Linked DNA regions of Gasterosteus aculeatus: region 2 is linked to region 1. The links are chromatin contacts, called in public Hi-C maps. All regions are on one chromosome and are shown on one strand. The core of a region is the stretch at or near the end of the contact, and the rest is flanking DNA. Distances in the headings are between cores, read along the strand shown. Region 1 overlaps faf1 (Fas (TNFRSF6) associated factor 1). Region 2 holds the start of dmrta2 (DMRT-like family A2).

Evidence for each region. A called contact is a pair of places that touch in the nucleus more often than the background predicts.
Region 2: a Hi-C map of tail fin shows a contact between it and region 1, with 4 times the contacts expected there. The contact joins the promoter of dmrta2 here to the enhancer-like site in region 1. A contact is called at or near these places in 5 of 6 Hi-C or Micro-C datasets (blood and trunk muscle, skeletal muscle, tail fin and 1 more).

What each region holds. Positions count from the first base shown.
Region 1 is chr8:17,021,619-17,025,402 of fGasAcu3.hap1.1, forward strand. It overlaps faf1 (Fas (TNFRSF6) associated factor 1), which reads left to right. Exons shown (of 19, transcript XM_040184657.2): 7 at 947-1,052. Among protein-coding and RNA genes, the nearest start is that of faf1, 14 kb to the left of the region's middle. Within about 2 kb of position 1,588, at least 2 of the 9 cell types and tissues checked have open chromatin away from gene starts, as enhancers often do.
Region 2 is chr8:17,065,871-17,069,654 of fGasAcu3.hap1.1, forward strand. dmrta2 (DMRT-like family A2) reads left to right here and starts at 1,887. Exons shown (of 2, transcript XM_040185186.2): 1 at 1,887-2,775; 2 at 3,183-3,784. The coding sequence starts at 2,331.

The DNA of each region.
Region 1 (3,784 bases), core at 338-2,837:
TCCAATATTTGTGGATCACTCTTTAAGGTGTCAGATTATTCATTTAGCCCTTGTGAGATACAACTTACTGTATTTTTGTTAATACTCCGTCAATTATTATTTTACCTCCCTATCGTAATACTATGCTCTAGAATAAAAGTGATGCATTCATAGTAGCTTGGATTATACACATTGGTGAATAGGTAACCATAGAAACATCTTGAGGTAGTAGCCGGTAATTGAAAGGAACTGACATGACTTTTAATTGATGTAACAATAATAAATGCAGTACAGCAGTACATCCGACGGCGTCTGCTAAAGAGGTTTGTCTTAATGCACAATGACGCCTCTTCGCGTCATCATTTTCCCCTCTGGCCTGAGAATGAAAGTAGTTGATTGTCCCTTACGTTCCTAATTGTCTCCACTCTGTGACAAAAGGTGGAAGCCAGAAAACTGGCGCAGCGAGGAGGGCTGAGCTGTCGGGAGTTGGTCAACGAGTGTCTGGGCCGCTGTTGGTTGCAGTCAAATCTTGCCTGGAGGGCATCTTTTGGTCTGTAGTGAGGAAGGTGCTGAAGGGCCTCCTGGGCTTCTCTCATAATGGCCTCCAGGTTGAATGGCAATAAGGCAGATTGATGGACTCCATGCTGTTACAGTGCAGGTGGTCGTGGCTGTTGCTGCCTGCTGTGCTGAGCGAAGCACCGGCCAGGCTTGTTAAGACACAACCAGTGAAGTGGGCGACTCTTCCCCCCAGAGGAGACACCACCTCCCTGTGGGCCAGCCGCTTACCACTAGTTGACAAGTTTCAGCTCGCCCCATACTTGACTGAGTGGCTCTTAGTGATGATGTTTTTCCATAACTTCTCCCGTAGTCCATATTCCTCTTCTGCATAATTTCTTTTCCTTTTTTTGATGTCATACTGTACAATCCTATTTCTTACCATTTTAATTTTGTTCCTCTCCTCGTTTAGTGATCTCCAAGATTCGTTAAATCAGAACTTCCTGTTGGTCATCAGCCACCGCGAGGCCCAGAGGGACTACAGTCTCAACTTCCCCGGCTCCAGAACCATACAGGAGGTATGACACTCTATGCATGCTAGTATCCACGGAGACACAGAGGCACGGAAACGCTCTCAGGAACTCACCCACAGACTCTCACGCATAAATACTATTATCGTACCTGAGTCTAGTTTCCCTTAACACTGCTTTCATTCCATTTGCCAAACATTGCTAGTCTATCTCAGCCATCGATTCATTATTCATCACAAATGATCACATTTCAGAGCGCATAATTACTCTCACAGCTGCAGTCTGGTACAACCTCCCCTCCCACCCCCCTGCATCGGTCTCTCTGTCCCTCAGCAGTCTAGGAAGAGGTTTAAATAGCGAAGATTGTTTGATCTAGACATGCAGGAGCAACAGAGAGAGACAGAGTACCGTCCGTTTTCCTCTCCTGAAACTAAACAGTAGATCCGGCAGGCGATGAAATATTTATAGTAACTCATACTGGACCCAGAATGAGGGCAGTGCGTCCCAGTGTCCATCGGTTATTACTATTACAGCTGCAAGTGGGTTTGAACTGCATGAAAATATATATATGTGTGTGTGCATGCACGCTTTCCTATATAGGCGTGTGTGTGTGTGTGTGTGTGTGTGTGTGTGTGTGTGTGTGTGTCAGTGTCAATCTTTGGCCCCTTGTGAGTTCAGATCAGCACTCCCCTGCAGATACACACACACACACCGTATATTACTGCCCTGTACTTGCCCTCTGAGGAAGACCTGAGCAGGCATTTGTTATTCACAGCGGGTAGCTCGTTGCCACAGGTGAGTGGAAATAAGCTCCCCAAAGACTGATCAAGTAAAATAGAGAAATCCTTCTATTGATTTAATGTTAAGCAATCATTATTTGCAGGATCGGGGTCGGCAATGTCGGCCGAGAGCTGCTCGCATTCACATCATTTTTTTTAAATTTAGTTTTTTCCTCTTAATGCTTTCCGCATTTTAAATCCAGCTAAGTGTTTACTTTCAAGCTGCAATGAAAGGCGTCTCTCCCAAGTTTATATTCTTTTCCCGCTCACCGCAACCAATGAACCTCGGACCCGGCTCCTCGGCGCGGGTGAAGATTACACTAATAACAATCCGAGCTACTTGCCGGCCTTGTAATGGTGCTAATTGAACAGATTAGTACGACCAACATATGAACTGGATGAGGCCGCTCGCCTCCCTGCTTTCCTCCCTCTCCTCCGTCGCTCTCTCCCCTTTCTCCTCCCTCCCTCATCTCTCCCCCACCCTCTTCTCAAGGCAGATGGTTTTGATGAGCACCCACTGTGAAACTTAAGTGTTTCTGCTGGGATTACAAACACTGGGGAGGGGTCCCCGCCGTGTGGGAGGGGGGGGGGGAGCCACGGACACAGAAAGGAGGCAAAGGACTGTTGGCTCGGTGGGGGTGCTGTAAGAGGCCGTAGGGGATGGAGAGGGGACAATGTGGGCTTAAACAGGCCTCCATGTCGTGGTCTTTTCCTTACGCATGCTTGTCTTTAGGCATCTCAAGGCCCCCCTGCAGTGAAAATGAGGCCCACAACTTTAACCTGCATGGATCTGGACTCTGTTTGCCCCACGTTCACCGCGCTCTTTATGTGTTTACTTTAGAGCGCGGGCGTCTGTCCTTGTCGTAGGATTGTAATGCCAATGTGCTGAGAAGTAATATGTAATTAAACCATGTATGCACACTATGCAGGGGCCCATTTAAAGGGGTTCAGTAGCCAGCGTGGAGAGCTGCAGGTACACAGTAGTTGTGGATGACCTCAGAAAAGATGTTATAGAGAAACTTGTGACGCTCGTCATAAAAAAAACAAGCAGTTAGTTTGCGATTCTTTCATTTTTTTTGTGTGACACAAACTAGAGGGGGTGAGTGTATTTCTGTCATCATAAGAGTAATGCAACAAAGATGTAACACCATTTTCAGTCCGCCTGACTCCCCTTTCCACTCATACTGTGTCCACTCACAGACACATATGGACTCCACCACAGAGCACCTTCTTCTCCCCATTCTTCCCTTTGTCTTAGCTGAAGACTAGCCGATGGTCCCTGCTTGTGCATATCAATAGGGATAGACTCCTATCTTCTTGTTTGTCTTTGCCAAAGGCTGCTGCTTTGCCTTGTGGCTCTCAGGGAACTGCCCTTGCCCCTCCTTTTCTCTGCCTTCTTTTTCCCCCATCTCCCCCCCCCCCACGGCCCTTCTCTACCTTCTTATTTTTGTTCCCATCTCTAGTGCGCAGGGCTGATTGGCATTACCACACAAGAGTGTGGGGGTAAGTTGCTGGCTAGCTTCTGAGCTAAGCTGGAGAGCAAATGTTTGCCAGGGAAGTAGAGGGTAGAATAGGGATGGCTGCCGGTTTCGGGGCGTCCGTGACCAGACCAGTTGTCCTAGGGATTTCCCCTCCAATGCTGCCCCACGGGGCCGGGCCTGGGCCCCATCTTTGCTCTGCAGCTGGGAGATATATAGGCACCGAAATGCAGACAGGGCTACAGAGCTAAGAAAGGGAAGGTTGCATCAAAAAAAGGGGATAAAAGAAAGGCATCTGGTGCCTAAGGGAGACGGAAGAAAGGGAGCGAGAGAGAGAGCTTGTGACTGTTTAACGGAAACCTTTGCTTCTCTTTGATTCGCTTCCAGCCGGGGATTACAAGCAATTGGCATTTACAATGATTGGATCATTAATTTTGCCTTGAGGCATATTGCCCGGCAGCTTGGCGTTGCAGACAGTCCTAATGTCGTGTAGAACTCGCTCATGCTCTCCTGCCTCATCTTA
Region 2 (3,784 bases), core at 637-3,136, 45 kb after region 1:
CGATGAGCGCCAGGCCTCCCCTGCAGTTCGCTACTATCAATGCGCACGCGGGAGGGTCGATCCGCATCCCATCCGAGTGAGAAGACTATAATTACTTTAAATGTCAAAAAGATGTAGTTTTAATATCATCTCTATTAGCCTGTTGGCTAGGTAATTATGGTGCAGATGACAGCGGCGAGGGAAACAGATGGAAGAGGGAGAGAGAGGGAGGGATGGAGAGAGATTTTAAAAGTTGTTCTTGTCATGATATCCTCCTCAGAGGGACTGACAATTGTTGATATAGAAAAGGGGGGGGGGGGGCAAAAATCAGATGCCCGCATGCATACTAATTATCCTGAGTGAACAGGTGAGGAAGCAGGTGGTTTGCGCGAGTTGCCCTTTTGTAGCTGCGCGCGTCGGTGACTTCTTAAATCTCCCCGAGCATTACAGTATTATCGTTACTTAATGGGGAAGCGATGTGAGGACGACACACTTCGCAGTGAAACACGCTAATGCTGCAGAGTTTTGTAAAGACCGACGGAAATAATCTCCAATTTCAATTATTTTTATAATAATAAAGAGGAGTAAAAAATGTTTTTATTATGTCAGAGTAGAGTAATATGGGTATTTTTGTTCTGAATACATGTAAGAATAATATGAATAATAACACTATACTACTAATAAAAAATAACAATATTATCAAAGCATTATTATCATAATAATATATTATTTGTTGATTAAATCAAAATAAGTTGATCTATAAACATACAGTATCGGCTAAAATCTAAAAAAAAAATCAAACTGTTATTTCGAGTAATCCGCGTGTAAATGAATGAATGAAATAATGATTTTTGTTTTTTTAAATAATAGTAATCGTAATTATGCGCAAAGGCGGAGTCAACGTGCATTTAGCACGCGCTCTGATTTGGGACACGGGCCGCAGCAGACTGGATATCAACAATATTTGACAAAACATTTTTTTCCTTGTTGACGATCTATCAAAGCCCAAAAAATCGTGATTATGAATTAGTTTCCTTTGAGACAATGTCAAGTTATTTGGAACACATTAACTAGGCTCCATACAAAGACATTTTGATGAGGCTAACCAAACAATATGTCCACATTTAAAAAAATCCCCATGGGCTGCATCCAAAAATAACATTTTAATCGAAGCTTTTTTTCTCATGAATACTCTTCACAAAACAAGGTTATATAAAGTATTTGTTCGTTACAATTGTCATAGCAACCACGAGAATAATTTGGACAGTTTTAAATACTCCGTTTTCCTTTAGCCCAGAACCGTGCAAGTCAACCGATTGCTTCACCGTCTGCAGTCAATAACGCTCCTCAAATATAGACTTTTTCTGACTGATCAAATTGTTCCTCCTTTTGAATCAATAAAACAAATAATACTTACCCACAATGAGAGTCGCGAGAGACATTTACGCATCATCTTTACTTTGAGGTATATCATTCCTGTCTGTGGAAATTGTAATAAAACGAGAGATTTCTCATCCAATAATATCATCAAATGATATTAAACATTTCTTGAGAAATATATGGAAGGTTGTTGTAAAGGTTGAGCATTTCCCATAATTTTAAAGCTATTATTTATTTTTGCAGTGCCCTGTTTGGTAGCACGTGGCCTTCTAATAAAGCTGCTTACATGCAAAAACTGGGGCAATTGTTTTGAATCTATTAAAATCTTTTTGGGGGGGATATACACCGCATCGATTTTTAGCTTTCCCGGAACTTCCTTCAGATTCTTAACACTTGATATTTGGAATAAGAACTCAGGTGGACACAGTTGAGAAAAAAAAAAAAAAAAAGAGGCAAGCCAATCAGATTGCTCCTTCCTCCTTTGGCCAATGACAGACGCCACATTGTTGTCAAATTTGTCTAATGAAAACGTAGGAGCAACAATCGAGAGGGGGGGTGAGAGGGATCTGTATCCACTGTCGATCTCTGGAGGAAGTTAGTGTCTCAGGCTGCGGTGAGTAGCAACCTCGTTCTCCTCCTGGACACTTTAAACTTTCTATCGGGGAGGAATGGTCGCTCCTCTCGGCTGCTGCTCTTCTCGGATTTAAACTCCACTGTATCTGAGTGCTTTCGCTCCTGCAGACTCATTTAAACAGTTTACATTAAACCGTCGAGCGTTGCTTTTTTTCCTCCTTGTTTTGCACGATATTCTCGTTGGTACACAGCGACATCGTTGACTTCACCATTTGCCCAGAGATGAACGGCTGAACAGATCCGATCGGCTCACTACTAGTATAACTAAAGCAGATCGTTCTGAAGAGAGGCCATTTCTTCTTTCATTCGTTCAGTTTACACCAACGAGGAACCAGGGCATGGATCTGAGACAGGAGCACCCCGCGGTCTCCTCCGCCTCTCAAGTCCACAGTGCGGCGGGCGCCTCCATCCCGGTGTCCATGGCCGGCACCCTCCTGCGCGGCCCGCCGCTCATCCTGCGCGCCTCCGACAAGTACCCGCGCACCCCGAAGTGTGCCCGCTGCAGGAACCACGGCGTGGTGTCCGCGCTGAAGGGCCACAAGCGCTACTGCCGCTGGAAGGACTGTATGTGCGCCAAGTGCACGCTGATCGCCGAGAGGCAGCGGGTGATGGCGGCGCAGGTGGCGCTGCGGCGGCAGCAGGCGCAGGAGGAGAACGAGGCGCGGGAGCTGCAGCTCCTCTACGGCACCGCGGAGGGACTCGCCCTGGCCGCCGCCAACGGCATCATCCCGCCGCGTCCCAACTACGAGGTGTTCACCTGCGTCAACAGCGAGAGCAACTCAGGTGAGCGCAAGAATGAGCGATAGACGCTATTGTTATTATTATTTTCCATTCTGACCGAGTCTGAATGAATGGGAGAATAAGAGACGTGGAAATGATCATAAAGGGCTCATTGTTCTGTGTATTTGTATCTAATTGCTGCAGTCTATTCGGTTGAGCTTGCAATATGCACCTGATACAAAGATGCTGTCTGTTGTTTGGCATTATAGGCTGTTAAATGCGCATAATCGATGATTTTTGTACTGAAGCCAAACGTTAAACAGACATGATTCATGATTCATTTACTGTCACTCAAGTTTACATCCATATCCACATACATCCATATGTTGGCACATGTTGCTCCCCCCAACCTGCCCCCCCCCCCCCCCCCATCCCAATCTTACAGTCTGTGATGTTGATTGTGTCAACAGATTCAAGTGTCCAGAAGTACGAGCTGTTTCCGAAGAGTCAGCTCTCCGGATCCGCCGCATCTCAGCAGAACTCCGGGAAACCGGCGTCCACCGAGAGCGACTCGGCCCCGGGCATCTCTTCCCCGGACGGCCGACACGGAGGCTCGGGTTCCGAGAACGGAGACAGCGAGTCTTTCATAAGCTCGCCGGTCTCCAAGCCTCTGAAAGACGGAGGGGAAACTCCCCGTTCCGTCAGCTCCCTCGGCTCCGATTCCGGCTCCGAGACCGACAAGGACGAGCAGGAGCCGTCCCCGTCCTCCGCGGCCTCCCGCCACATGAACGCCATCGACATCCTGACCCGAGTGTTCCCGAGCCACAAGCGCAGCGTCCTGGAGCTCGTCCTGCAGGGCTGCGGTAAGGACGTGGTGCAGGCCATCGAGCAGATCCTCAACAACAGCGGCGGCGGCGGCGGCGGCGCGCAGGGCTCCAACAAGGCCGGGGCGGACGAGACATGGACGGCCGAGCGGGTGCTCCAAAGCGCGCAGCAGCTTCCTCCGTCCTCCGCGTCCACGACCACGCCGACGAGGCCCATGTTGCCAGGAGCCATGACGCTCAGCAACCGC